5 separate regions of the Sus scrofa genome follow, and all the other regions are linked to region 3. The links are chromatin contacts, called in public HiChIP or PLAC-seq and promoter capture Hi-C maps. All regions are on one chromosome and are shown on one strand. Each heading gives the region's core, a stretch centred on a gene start, on an enhancer-like site or on the middle of the called end of the contact. The rest is flanking DNA. Distances are from core to core; before and after follow the strand shown.

What was found. Promoter capture Hi-C pulls out the DNA fragments that hold promoters and counts their contacts. HiChIP or PLAC-seq counts read pairs in DNA pulled down with a chosen protein or histone mark.
Region 1: an H3K27ac HiChIP or PLAC-seq map of alveolar macrophages shows a contact between it and region 3. The contact joins the promoter of SPRED3 here to the promoter of HNRNPL in region 3. A contact is called at or near these places in 1 of 47 Hi-C or Micro-C datasets (heart right ventricle) and 1 of 2 datasets of contacts at active chromatin or transcription factors (alveolar macrophages).
Region 2: a contact with region 3 is called in an H3K27ac HiChIP or PLAC-seq map of skeletal muscle. The contact joins the promoter of RYR1 here to the promoter of HNRNPL in region 3. A contact is called at or near these places in 1 of 47 Hi-C or Micro-C datasets (skeletal muscle) and 1 of 2 datasets of contacts at active chromatin or transcription factors (skeletal muscle).
Region 4: a promoter capture Hi-C map of liver shows a contact between it and region 3, with 2.3 times the contacts expected there. The contact joins the promoter of MED29 here to the promoter of HNRNPL in region 3.
Region 5: a contact with region 3 is called in a promoter capture Hi-C map of liver, with 2.6 times the contacts expected there. The contact joins the promoter of PLEKHG2 here to the promoter of HNRNPL in region 3. A contact is called at or near these places in 1 of 5 promoter capture datasets (liver), 2 of 47 Hi-C or Micro-C datasets (fibroblasts and retroperitoneal adipose tissue) and 1 of 2 datasets of contacts at active chromatin or transcription factors (alveolar macrophages).

Annotation. Positions count from the first base shown.
Region 1 is chr6:47,300,763-47,303,462 of Sscrofa11.1, forward strand. SPRED3 (sprouty-related, EVH1 domain-containing protein 3) reads left to right here and starts at 1,449. Exons shown (of 6, transcript XM_021094342.1): 1 at 1,449-1,601. GGN (gametogenetin) reads right to left here and starts at 814. Exons shown (of 3, transcript XM_005664585.3): 1 at 561-814.
Region 2 is chr6:47,338,470-47,341,169 of Sscrofa11.1, forward strand. RYR1 (ryanodine receptor 1) reads left to right here and starts at 1,290. Exons shown (of 109, transcript NM_001001534.1): 1 at 1,290-1,466. The coding sequence starts at 1,419.
Region 3 is chr6:47,654,405-47,657,172 of Sscrofa11.1, forward strand. HNRNPL (heterogeneous nuclear ribonucleoprotein L) reads right to left here and starts at 1,452. Exons shown (of 15, transcript XM_021094349.1): 1 at 876-1,452. The coding sequence starts at 1,132.
Region 4 is chr6:48,050,569-48,053,268 of Sscrofa11.1, forward strand. MED29 (mediator of RNA polymerase II transcription subunit 29) reads left to right here and starts at 1,417. Exons shown (of 4, transcript XM_005657496.3): 1 at 1,417-1,812; 2 at 2,650-2,700. The coding sequence starts at 1,594. PAF1 (RNA polymerase II-associated factor 1 homolog) reads right to left here. Exons shown (of 16, transcript XM_003359387.4): 2 at 1,251-2,546; 3 at 982-1,167; 4 at 362-391; 5 at 171-263. The coding sequence starts at 1,028.
Region 5 is chr6:48,068,271-48,070,970 of Sscrofa11.1, forward strand. It overlaps PLEKHG2 (pleckstrin homology domain-containing family G member 2), which reads left to right and starts at 1,262. Exons shown (of 21, transcript XM_021094371.1): 1 at 1,262-2,111. It overlaps TRNAI-UAU (a tRNA gene), which reads right to left and starts at 917; the gene lies at 825-917.

The sequences.
Region 1 (2,700 bases), core at 199-2,698, 350 kb before region 3:
CAGGTACAGAGTCCCCATTCTCTTAGTGTACTAAGGTTCAGTACCTGTCTTCCTATCTGGACCCTCAGATCACATCCCTTCGCTTTGACCACATCCGAGGTCTCTAGACTCCAAGACATAGGCCTTGCCCGCCTTCCTTGCCAGTTACTCAGGCCACAACACGCGTGGTGATTGTACTCTGTAGCTTGTAAGACCAAGGAGTACCAGCTTCTCTCCCTGAACTCTCAACAAGGTTTCTTTGGCCCAGGCCCCGCCTCCTCCCTCTGGTCCCGCCCCCGATTGTCAGGGAATCGGGCCTTCTCAACCAGACCCCCCAACCCTCCCCAGGTCTGGCCCCGCCTCCGCTTAACAAATCCAGATATTTTTGTCGTGCTAACCCCTCAGTCCTCACCTCTAACCCTCAACTCCCTCTCAATTGATTATTTGGTTCCCGCCCTCTTCCCAGGCTTCACTGCTAAATTTCTTTTCCTGCTCCAGGTCTAGCGGCAGACCTCATACTCAGGCTCCACCCCTTCCCCCAAGCTCCGCCCTCGCTCCTCCTCTCAGAGGATCCCACTCACCGACTCCACCAGCCGACCGAAGTTCGGACCGCGGCCCCCTGGGCCCAGGGGAGGGAGGGGAACGGCCGCAGCAGAAAGTAACCGAAAAGAACGGGGCAAGCGGGCGAGGCAGCAAGAGCGGACCCCGAGACCTAGGCCCCGCCCATAGGCTCGAGCCCCCCGCCCCGTGTGCCAGCTTGAGCACTGCCCCTTAGGAACCTGGATCTCCCTTTGAAATACTCCAGTGTCTTCTTCCCCGCCCCCAGGCCTTGCAGTCCTAGGCCCCACCCCTGTAGAACGTTCTTTTAAGCCCCGCCCCTTCACAATGCCCCGCCCTCTCCGTTAGTTTCTCTCCTGAAGCTCCGCCCATTATGAACACAGCTGCGTAGCTCCTCCCTTTTGGAACTCTCCGTCGTCCGGCCCCTAAAGGCAGTTTACTTGTAAGCTCCGTCCTACAAGGACAACCTCTCCTCCCAAGACCCTCTTTCCTCTGGCTCGCCCAGAAGGCCCTTCCTCTGTGGATCCGCCCCTTCTATGACGCACGCGCTCGTCCGCGCCTCCCGCGTCTTCACTCTCCTTTTCCAGGCCCTCCGACCCCGCCCCCTAGCGATGCTCCCTTCTCGCCCCACCCCTTTTCGAACCCCGCCAGGCACCCCGCCACTCCCATTTAGAACCCAAAACATAGACCTTGCCTCTTTAGAACATCCAGAGCAAGCTCTGTCCTAGACTCCCTCCCTACATCCTCAGGGACCAATGGCACAGATGGGTGGGAAAGGAGGGGATCCTTTCTGGATCCTAAGAAAATGGGGGCTGGGGGGCTGTTCGCTGGAGCCAGGGCCGGGCTCTAGGACCCAGCGGGCAAGTGCGCCTGCCTCGCGCTTACCCCTCCCCCCAAGCCGCCCCCTCCCCCCCCATCTACCAGGTTTCCCCTCCCTCCCCCCTCGCCCCGGCTCCCGGTGCCCGTCTCTAGCGCCGCCGGAGCCAGCGAGGGAGCTGGAGCGAAGAGGAGGAGGAGGAGGAGGCCACGTCGCCACCGCTCGGAGCCCGGCCGGAGCCTTCCAGGCAGGTGCCGAGGGGGGCGAGGGGGCGGGGGCTGACAGACGGCCTGTCACGGTGAGGGGGCAGCCGGGACCGCGCAGCGCCTCCTGTCCACCGGGACGCCCCCAGACCCTGGCTGGAAGGACAAGGGGGTGGGGGCTCCTAAACTGCGCGGCAGCCATTTGGGGTACCAGTCTCCATTTGGGGGGGCCTGGACTTCCTACGAGGACACCCCATTCATAATTTCCGTACTGGACCCCCACCATTGAGGAAATCTGGGGACCACTCCCCCCAGGAAACAGATCATAGGGAGCGTAGGGCACCCAGAAATCCCGGCATCCCATCCCAGTAGGCCCTGGGGGGGGACCCCTGCCCTCTTTCTCTGCTTCACCTGTTGTCGGGGGAGGCGGGCGGACAAAGGAAGCAGCGTCACGTGACTGCTCATTCACAAAATCCCATCCCATTGAGAAAAGGGGGCTGGGGGCGCTGCGGCGGCCCCTTCCCCTCCCGAAAGGCTGGGGAAACCCGACAGCCTGCTGGTGGGGGAAGGGGCTAGAGCTCGTGGCTTGGGTGCTTGAGGCTGGGGCACCAAGGTCCCTGCGCTAGGTGGTAGTGAGGGGTTGGAGGCTGATCCTGATTGCTGGGCGGAGGGCTATGGTCCCTGAACAGGGGGGAGGGGGGCTGGGGGGCGGGGTAAGATGGTTCTGAAGGATGCTGGGGCCGGGAGAGGGAAGAGGAGGGATCAATTCCCCCCTCCCCGCCCGCCTGCCCGCCCGCAATCTCTCCCCCTTGCCTTTCCTCGGCAGGGGCCTGAGGGAGCAACCTTGATTTTGTGAATGAAATGCTCTCTGGATGTGTCTCGGTCGCCCGTTCCTGGCTTCTTCTGCCTCCATCTCCCTTTCGGCCTGTCTCTGGCCATTTCTGGTTCTCTCCCTGCTCTCTGCCCATCTCCCGTTGCCGGGTGACTCAATGAGCTTTGCATCCGGTCTCATTCATAAATCCGGGAAGGGGTGGGGGGAAGAGAGCCTGGGTTTCTCACCCAGCCAGTGGCCTGGGCGGCAGGGTGCGGAGGCAGTGTAGGGGGGACTGGGGCTGAGTTGATGGGCTCTAAGAAAATACATAT
Region 2 (2,700 bases), core at 40-2,539, 320 kb before region 3:
CTAGTATCCATGAGGATGCAGGTTCAATCCCTGGTCACGCCCAGTGGGTTGGGAATCTGGCCTTGCCGTGAACTGTGGTGTAGGTCCCAGATGTGGCTTGGATCCCGAGTTGCTGTGGCTGTGGTGTAGGCTGGCACCTACAGCTCCAATTCGATCCCTAGCCTGCCAACTTCCATGTGCCACTGGTGTGGCCCCAAAAAGAAAAAAAAAAAAATAGAGCCTACCACGTGGTAACTGATTGACACAGGGATCAATTAAAGTATTATTATTAAGCTGTAGGTTACACAAAGCAATATCTTGCAGTTCAATAAAATTATACATAGGAGTTTCCTTGTGGTGCAATGGGTTAAGGATCTGGTGTTGTCACTTCAGCAGCTCTGGTCACTGCTGGGGTGTGGGTTCAATCCCTGGCCCAGGCACTTCCCTATGTTGTGGGTGCAGCCAAAAAAACCGCAAAAACTATACAGAGTAAGAACCACATATTTTTATTTCCTCTTCCAAAAAAGTGTAAATAATAGCAGGATTGTTGTAAGACCGAAATAAGATGCAGTGAAAAGATCTCAGCTCAGGGCCTGAAATGTGACAGGCATACAAAAGATGTCTGCTACGGCTGTTATTCTTGCCTCATCAGTTTTTATAATAATGACGACGATAATGATGCGAGCGACACTTACGTAACACATTGTGTATTAGTACAGTTTTTAAATACAATTTTTTTTTTCTTTTTAGGGCAGCACCCGCGGCGTATGGAGGTTCCCAGGCTAGGGGTCTAATCGGAGATGTAGCCAAAAGCCTACACCACAGCCACAGCAACGCGGGATTCAAGCCGCGTCTGCAACCTACACCACAGCTCAAAGCAACGCCAGATCCTTAACCCACTGAGCGAGTGCCAGGGATCAAACCCGCAACCTGACGGTTGCTAGTTGAATTCGTTTCTGCTTCGCCACGAGGGGAACTCCAGAGTCTTTATTTTTAATCACTATGTCTGATGGTTTTTAAAGCCGGGAGACCTGGTGCATAACCCCGACATCAAGCAGGGCCTTCCCGGCTCAGAGCCTCAGTTTGGACTTTGTGAAATGGGAGGAGAGAGGAGAGAGGGTAGCTACCTCCTAGACACTCTCCCTTAACACCTCCCACCCGAACGTGCACCTTTGGCTAAAGTCTGGGATCTGTAGGCGGGGCTCCGTCAAAGGGGCGTGGTCTTGTCGTCGGGGCCCAATGGAGACCGGAGGGCGGAGACCTCCTACCAGCTCTGAGCTGCACGCGAGTCTTCCTCGCAGTTCCATCTACCCCGCGGGTGCCTCTGGGGTTCCCAGAGGTCTCCGACCCCAGCCGCCCCCGGCCCGCCCGCCCGCCCAGCCTGCGGCCCCCTCCTCCTATTCCCTGACCTCAGCCCCGGCTCCTCGGGCCTCGACATCATGGGTGACGGAGGAGAGGGCGAAGATGAGGTCCAGTTTCTGCGGACAGTACGTATCTCTGTTAGGGGTCTCTGGGGTCATCTCTCGGGTTCCTGTGAATGTTTCTCTGTCTCTGGATGTCTCCGTCGTGTTTGCTGGTGGTCTCTAAGATTCGAGGTCTCTTCTACTGTCCTTTGGGTGACTGTCACTGTCTTTCTCCGTTTCTGTCTCTCTCAGTCTCCCCCACCTTTCTCGCCTTAGAATTAGTAGAATTTGGGACTGCAGGATGGGGAGGGGAACCTTCTGCCACCCTTCCCTCTGATACTAGCGGGTTGTCCCAGAGAAGGGGGCCGCTGAGGGAGCACCCCCTCCCATCACTCTGGAAGCCGGCACTTGGGGAAGGTGATTCTAATTCCTGAGCTTAATTTAGCTGCCCCCCTCCCCCACCACCACCTAGCTCTAATTCTCTTCTTGCTCCAGACTCTGACCTATTTAAATTCTTGGGAAGGGGGCTGGGGTGGACTGGAGGACCCAGCTCCTTTGAACTCCCAGCTCTTGAGGGTCTCCTGGGGTGGGCGGGTGGGGTCTCTCTAGTTCTAGGTCTTCTTTTTTCCCCCACTTGGTTTTAGGGAGGAGGGTCAAATATGGCTGCCAGTGGTCTCTGGGGGGGTGCCTTTTTCTATCTGTCTCTTTGGATTGTTTGTGTCTGTATCTCTCTCCATCTCTGTCTGCTGGTCTCTGTCTCTGGCTTTGTTTTGCCGGTTTCAGGCCCTCTGTGTTTTTTCTTGCTGTGTCTCCAGCTCTGTCTCTCCCCACTTCTCTGATCCCCGGCTGGGGGGCAGGGATGGGAACGGGAACAACAGGTGTCCCTCCCAGAATAGCCCGCTTTTCTGGGGCCTGGGCAGGGGCCGTGGAGATGATGGGGGAGGGGCTGCCCCTGGGGAGTCCTTCCCACTTTTCCTTCCCAGTGGTTCAGCCCCGTGGGGGTGGGGGGGTTGTGAGTGTGGGGGTATGTTCTCTCTTCTGGGCTAGGTCTGCTGACCCTGCATTAGCCCCTCCCCACGCCCTCTGGGCCCTGGGAAATGCTGACACAGCATTCTGGCCCCAGAATAGGACCCTGGTGAGCCGGGTCTGGTTTCCCGGGAGGGAGGGATGAACAGCTGAGGCCCGTAGTGAAGGATGGGGACAGCTGGACATTCAGCCACGGGAGAAGGCCTAGCTTCACCCTAGGCTCTTGCCCCAGCTCCAGCCCCTTAGCAGACACCATGGGTTGGGCTCTCTCTCCTCCTCCCCAGACCTAATA
Region 3 (2,768 bases), core at 202-2,701:
CTAGTAAATCACAGCTACAGCGTGCTATTAAAACCTGGAAAACCCGGCAAACGGCTGACCGTGACCAGGAGAGGACTTCATGAACTTCCAGGGAGGAGGAACCGGGTTCCAGGCCAGCAGTAACAACTGGTAGCCTCTTCCGCCTAGGGGATTGAAGAGGCTCCAATCCCTTCCAAAATGCCCACCCTCAGAGAACATTTTGATTCGAGAAACTGACTGCATCCAGTTAACCCCTAGAAATTGTAAGCAAACTTGTGATAACTCCAAAGCTTGGCTTAAACTTCTAAACGCCCAAGACCTTTCACAAGCCCTTCTTCCGGTTTTCGATGCCCACAAAAACGAGGAACATATCCTGGTCTAAAAAAACATCCTTAAATAAATGAGTTTCTGTACAGGGACAAACCATGACGCTACAAAAACTAAAAACGATCAGGCAGAATTCCCCACTCAAGCAGAGAAAAATGCCACCGCCCACGCGCTCCCCGCGGTGCCCCCCCCCAACAACCGCCCACGAGGCCGGGGCAGGAGCAGTGCGCCTGCGCAGGGGGCCAGACAGGAAAACGATAGAGAAAAACGGCCAGGCCGCGTGCCTGGCCCCCACAAGCTAGCCCGCGGCGCCTGCGCAATGCGCCAGCCGCAGCGCGAGCAGTTTCCTCCACCCCCCACCTCGGGATACCGCGCACGCGCAAGCGCCTGTCCTCGCGCAAACCCCGCCGTTTGCCCAACGTCTGCCCCTCCCCCACCCCACCCCGTCCTTCAGGGCGAGGGCCTGGGCGCGTGCGCACAGACTCAGCCACCTAAAATTAATACTCTCTAGATTGGCAATCTTCCCTCCCTTCCCCGGCCGTCTCCGGCGCCTAGGGCCCTGGCCTCACCCGCCGCCGCCGCCCGCCGCCCCGGCTCCACCGCCGCCGCCGCCTCCATGCTGGTCGCCGGCGTTGTCAGTCTTGAGCCGCTTAGGGGCCCGGCCGCCCTCACTGCCGCCGCCGTAGTAGCGGCCACCGCCGCCTCCGCCGCCCGCCGCCGCCATCTTCACCATCGCTCCGGACCGCCGCCGCTGCTCGTCCGGCTGCTGCCTCTGCTCCAACCGCCGACGCCGCTTCTCCGCCCGGGGCAGCAGCCTCCGCGACATGGCGGCGCAGAACCCGCCTCCCCCCGCCTCTCATTGGGGGAGGGACACGCCCGTCACTCGCCGCCCCCACCCGATAGGGGAGCCACTGGTCCCGCCGCGGCGGGAGGGGAAGCCTCCGTCCGCCTTGCGTGCCTATAGGATAAAGGCCACGCCGTTCTGCAAGAGCGCCCGCCCTCGTTTGTCTGGGACACTCCTTATAGGCGAGCGCTTTCTGCAAGTTATTTTGCCGACCCCACCGCCTTAAAATAAACTCCAATTTGATAGGTCGGATTTCTGGCACAGCCTGGCCTCCTTTGGAGTACCTGATAGGAGCGGCGCTCCCCAAGCTCCTGAAAAGCCCCGCCTCCTTCCCGCTCTTACTGGTTTTCTCCCTCGTCCATCAAACGGAGAGCCCTTAGTCATCCAGTCGCAGCGACTCCCTTCCCCAGCCTCTCTACAAGGAGAGAAGGAGGCCCCTCCCTTTTGCTTTTCACTACTGGCTGCTGTAGATGTCCGTCGTCTGGGTCTCCACCCGATTAGTCATTTGAGAGTGGAATCCTCTCACCAGATTGTAGGACCACTGGTGGGCCCTGATTGGGTGGAAAGGGGAGCCCATCCCAGGCCCGTAGGCGCTCTTTGGCGCAGTCAAGGAAAGGATGGGAGGCGAGGACGCATGCGCGAACTGCTTTCTGGCGCCTCCGAAGGCGGGGCAGCCCTCCAAAGGAGCGAAGGCCTGAAGTACCTTGAGTAGTTTTTGATTTGCTGTGAGCAGCACTGGAGACCTACACCAAGTTACAGGGAAACGGCCAGTGTAGCTCTGTCCCCGTCACTATATCCTATTCCTCTCTATCTCTAACTTTCACAGTGCCAGAGGAATTGTTTTTAAAAGTCCCTGTCTGACCTTTTTCTCAGTATAAAACCATTTGCTGCTGCCAACCGTCTAACCCTGTCCGGTTTGCCGGCATTCTTTCACCACTCCACCTCTAAATTCAGCCACAATAACTCAGTTTGCAGAAAGAAAAGGATTTTTCGCGCACCTCTCGATCTTTGGCCAAGCACGCCTTTCCAAACGACACTTTCTCCACTACCCCAGAACTAAGGAATAAATTTCTCTAGCCCGTGCTCAGTTCACTCTGAAAGTGTCCCTAGTCCCTACCAGCCCAGACCGCAGGGCTTCCCCCATGATAATCCCTGATCACTCAGCCCAATGATTTTCACACGACAGCCTTTACAGGGTTATCACAGTTTGGTTCTGGGTGGGTTGGTTCTGTGTGGGCAAGGGAAGGGTGGTCCCCGCCTCTGCCTTAGACTGGCCTATCTACCAAACGCAAGGTGTATGTAGCACCCAGCAAAGTGCTAGCATTAGCACTCTGCAAAGGGAGTAGTTCTAAGCGTCCAGTGGGCCTCATTTTCTTAGGGCCGGGCCAACCCTCAGAGGACACCCTCTCTCAGTCTCTAGAGTCCAACAACGCCCAATAGTTGGAACCAGGGGCGGGGCGGGGCGGGAGCTGACCTAGGATGCCACCCTGTGGGCTCTAAGGTTATGGGGCTGCCTGTTGGTGGGAAGGAAGAAGCAGTCAAGAAGAGAGGAGACAGTAGTGGGAAATGCGGGGGCGGCCCCCCTAAAGATGCTCCGGAACCTTTCCATCCGGGTGAA
Region 4 (2,700 bases), core at 167-2,666, 400 kb after region 3:
TAGCAGCTCTCTAGTGGGAAGACACGTGGATGCTGCTTGCAGTATGGGGCACCTACTGTTATGTGGTAGGTACTGCTCTAGGCTCTCGACAGTCAACAAGAGAAACAGTCCCTGCCGTCAAGGAACTCACATTCTGAGTGGGTTGTTTCCCAGTCCCATCGCAGTCTCACCTGTTCTGGTCAAAGGGATAGGTGATGAACTTGGGGTCGAAGGGAATGTCAGGAAGGCTATTGCAGTACTTGACTCGGCAGACCACTCCAGACCTGGAAACACAGTGGCTCAAAACCCAGCCTTTGCTGCCCCACCTCTGCCCCCAGCCCCCAGCGGCCCACCCCTCGCGGGAAAACACATCAGTGCTCACCTCTCAGGCAGAGTGCGGTGAGAATTGGGCCTGAAGAGTAAAAAAAAAGACACTAACAAAAGATAGAACGGGATTTGCAGGAGAGCAAAGGGGGCTTTTCTAAGCTTCTAAAAAGGGAAGGAGAGGGTGATAAATGCTAATCCCTCTTGGTAGGAGGGACGCAAGTATTTCATTCCTTTCAGAGAAATGCCTCAATAAATGAAACCAAGTGCTCGATTTGTTAAATTTATACAAATACTTCTGTTTCTAAACATACAGCAGGAAACACGAGTCAATTTCTCTTGAAGTAAAGGTCTTTTGAGCTCTCTAATAAATAGAGTCACGTACTCAATTGTTTCTAGGAAAAGGGGTCTCCAAATGCTTGACTGGAGGGATAGGAGCTCAGTCCCATCTGGATATAATCGTCTCCAGAGCTTAATTCCAGAACTCCGTGGCCGGGAGGAGGGGGACAACACCCCGCCCGGGACCCGCCCCCGTGAGCAGGTGAGCACTCCGTGACGTCACGGACAGACCTAGGGGGCTGGTGATACTGCGACTGACATCGCGCCCGACCCTCCCAACTCGCTGATGCCTACACAGATTTAGAAAAAAGCGGTGCAGCCAGGCGGCGCGGTTCCTACCTGTGGCCGTCCTCGCGCTGGGCCTGGGTCTGGATAGTGGGCGCCATGGCGACAAGGCGTCGGCAGTCCTGACGAGAGCCTCACAGAGCCACAGGAAGAGGCGTGCCGACCTCGGCGGACGCCCAATCCGAGACAGGGCTCGGGCTGGCGCCGCTCTCCTCAGGAATAGGGTCGGAGTGAGGTGAGCTGGTGAGAAGAGTTCCAATTAACACCTGAGTTAATACGCGGTACTGAGGTAAACGCGCACACAACGCCCACAACATACTCACAGCTCCGACTCCACCAACTGCCGCCAAGACGCCGAGGACTTCAGAGCGCCTCAGGCCGCAAGGCCTTCTGGGAAATAGAGTCTGATTGGCTCTACACCCGGATTGGCGAACGACCGGGTAAGGGCGGAGCGGGGAAGGAAGAGCCTCTTGTGATTGGCGACTGGGTATCTCGGTCTGGACGTCGGCTTTGAGAATCCAGAGTTGGAGGGTGGCTTCTTTCCTCCCATTGGCTGAATTGTCTAGGAGGCGGAGCTAACAAGCAAACAGGGCCTAGAGACGAAGACGCTAAAGAGAAACCCGGAAGGAGCACTTGGACGCACTTCCGGCGCGCTAAGCAGGGAAGATGGCTGCATCCCAACCTCAGGCTTCTGCAGCTTCTTCTGCTGCTGCTGGTGTGTCGGGTCCGGGTTCGGCTGGCGGCTCGGGTCCTCAGCAGCAGCCGCAACCACAGGCACAGTTGGTGGGGCCTGCCCAGGGCGGGCTTTTGCAGCAACAGCAACAGGACTTCGATCCTGTACAGCGATATAAGATGCTCATCCCGCAGCTAAAAGAGAGTCTGCAGGTGATTGGCCACGAGCTGCGAGAAGCAAGCGAGATGTGGCTCTCTGATTTAATAGGGGTGGATGGCGGGGCTCTTTAGTCAAGGAGAGCGCAAAAGGAGATTTAGGCAAGGAAGATGAGTGAGGCTTGATATTGGAGAGGCCAGAGCGAAGCTTTGTGAACTGACAGTGTGCGGTGGGATCAGGGCAAATCTTGAGCCTAGGATTTATCAGAATTCACGCGGGAGGGAGTTTAAAGAAGAAACCTAGCTCGGGTCGTGAAAGCCTGAAAAACGGACTGGCCTGTACAGAAAGTGACCATGACTGGTGGGTGAGGGATGACTCAAGTTATGTCCAAGAGGTTATTGGCGAGAACCCCAGGTGACCGAGAGTGGGCCTCCGGGAACGTACAGGTGGTTATTGCTATAGAGGAATGGAAGCTGGCATTACTCTGGAGTGGCAGGATAGAAGTGCCAAGTGAAGAGGCCTGAGATTGGGGTATCTTAAAAGGAGATTAGGGGTTCCCGTCGTGGCGCAGTGGATAACGAATCCGACTAGGAACCATGAGGTTGCGGGTTCGGTCCCTGCCCTTGCTCAGTGGGTTAACGATCCGGCGTTGCCGTGAACTGTGGTGTAGGTTGCAGACGCAGCTCGGATCCCGCGTTGCTGTGGCTCTGGCGTAGGCCGGTGGCTACAGCTCCGATTCGACCCCTAGCCTGGGAACCTCCATATGCCATGGGAGCGGCCCAAAAAATAGCTTAAAAAAAAAAAAAAAAAAAAAGAAGAAGAAGAGATTAGATCGACCAAAGGTGTTCTCTTTTGTGTCTGCATTTTCTTCACCTTTTTTTCCCTTTAATTAGACCCTGATGAAGGTTGCAGCCCAGAACTTGATTCAGAACACTAACATTGAC
Region 5 (2,700 bases), core at 12-2,511, 410 kb after region 3:
CCCCTCCTTCAGGTCTCTGCCCAAATGTGTCCTTAGTGAGATGGTCCCTGACTGCTATTGTTGCAACCCGCATCCTTCCTATGTTGCTCTACTTTTTCCATTACGTTTGTTGTTTATAACCACTTAACATATAAAATGGACTTAGATCTTTATAGCAATCTGCCTCCCCCACTAGAAAGTCAAATACTGGGGCAGAGACTTTGACTTTGTCTTGTTCACTGCTCTTATCACTCACACCTAAACTCTAAACAGAGACCAGACATACAAGGGTCACAAATTTCAGAATTTGTTAAAGTAAAAATAATAAATCGATTCGAAATGAGGAGGGACAGAGAAAACTCCAAGATACACATATACAAAATAGTACCTATGTGAGGTAATTGATGTTAACGGTTCTGGTAATTATTTCATACTTTATACACTATCTCAGGTTGTTATTTTGTACACCTTGGACTAATACAATGATATGCGGCGATTATATCTCGACAAAACTGGAGGGAAGAAATTCAAGACAGAGACAGATGGAGGAGAGAGTGTCACATACAGAGTTTGCAGAGGACACAAAAGTCTGGCATGTGCAGAAGTCTTGAACTGAGATTTGCAGACCCAGGCATCTAAGAGGCGATGCCACCCCCTGGTGACGATGAAGAGAACGGCACCTCCCACAATACAAAACACTCCCTTAGCGACCATCGTCAGAGTCCCAGGAGTCTTTCCAGTTTGAAAATTGCAAAGATCGAAACGTTCATTCCTCTAAGTGATGTAGGTGTTCGGCTCGATCAATAAGACATATAAATCTCTAAAATACTGATATGAAGAAAAGTTGCTCCAGGTGAGGATCGAACTCACAACCTCGGCATTGCTCCGCTTGCACTGCTATATAAGTACCGCGCGCTAACCGATTGCGCCACTGGAGCTTCGGCCGCACCCTCGCGTCCCGGGGTCCTTCAGTCGTTCTTGACCACGTGACCTCACTGGCTAGCTCCGCCTCATCTTTGCATATACAAATAGGAACCTTTGGGTTGGCCAATAGGAGAAAGCGCGTTACCAGTTCCGGATTCTCACGCCTCAAAGGCTCTTGCTGTAAAAGGGAAAAGTCTGAAAGGCGTTTGGAATGTGGGGGTGTAGCCTGCCTGGGACTCGCCTTCTTATGAATATTCAGAGCCTGGGGAGGAAGGGTCTTAACCCTTAGCTGGCTGGCCAGCCGGAAGGCGGCCCCTCCCCCTGCGGGCGGGAACAGGATATGAGCCCGGGCGGCTGGGGGGAGGGGAGGCCTCGGGCGACCGCCCCCTGCCCCACAGCTGAGACCGGACTATCCAGCCCTAGATGTGGCGCCGCCACCGTCCGAGACCCGTGCCACCCATCCTGGAGCCTGAGGGGTCCAGAGTCGCAGACTCCAACAGCCCGAAACTCTGCACCGCATCCCGAGAGACCCCCGAAGCCCAGGCCCCACCCAGCGTCCAAGCTTGAGGACCCCAGACATCCAGGTGCCCAGCGCCCCCTCCTGGAGAAGCCAGGAGTCCCCTTCAGCCCCGCGCGACCCTGTAGGCCCAGCTTCCTGCACTCAGTTTCGAAGAACTTAGGATCCCAGACCGGAGTTTCCCTCTAGAGTTTCCCAGAAAGCTAAGTCCAAGACTCCCCGGGTTGGAGGAACTTGGGATACGGACTCCTAGTGTCCTACCCAGCCTGTTTAGAGCTGAAGCGCCCACTACTTCAAGGGAAAGGGACCCTGGAATTTGGGGTTCCCTGCACTCCTGCCTAGAGATGGTTTAATTCCTGCTCTTAGAGTTAGGGGAACTCAGGAATACGGACTCCCCCCCAACCCACGAACCCATCTAGAAGGCTCAGGAATTTGGGTTCCCAGCACTACAATTTGAGATTCAAGAGTCGAGGCTCCCAGCATCTTCTGCTTAGAGGACCAAAGAAATTCGGACCACTACACCCCATTTTCGGAGAGATCCCGGAGTTTGTTCTCGGAACCTGAGAGCACGAAGTTCACACCTCGGACTTGCTGAGACGCGGGAGCCCCGGTTCTGCTCCTCCTCGGAGACCGTGCGAGGGTCGAATAGCAACCGGGCTGCCTTGCTCTGGGGCTGGAGACTCCCCGGGAGGTGAGGGGGAAGGCGAGGGGCCCCGACGGGCTGGGGGAGGGGGCGGCGCCGCTGCCGCTGAACAATGAGGGGGCGTGCCGGCGGGGGGCGAGCGGAGGCGCCAGCGGGAGTTGGGGGCTAGAGGGGTGTAGGGAGGCGCTGCGGGGGAGCTGCGGCGGTGGAGACAGTGAGCGGATCGCGCAGGGACCGGCCAGAGGGGGTCGAGGACTCGGGGCCAACCGCCCCAACTCGCAGCCCGCCCCAACTCGCAGCCCTCGGCGGGGGAGGGAGCCGTCTGCAGGACCCTGGCATCCGGTTCCCCAGCCTGCTCCGCCCTCCCCTGGGACCCCGCGGCCTCCCGCCCACGGCTTTTTCCCAGCCCTGCCCCTCGCCCTCGGCTGAAGCCGGAGCCCTAACGTTCCCAGGATCCTTGAGCCCCTGGCCCCAGACACACCAGACTCATAGCTTGGGCGACTCGTTAGGTCTTCTTTGTCTCACCCTTTCCATCTTTTTCTCAGTGGTAGCTCTCCTTGTTCCCTCTTTTTGTCACTTTGTCTCTGTCTCCCCCACTAGCTTCTCCCAGGGCCCCCTCCCTGGTCTTAGCCCACAC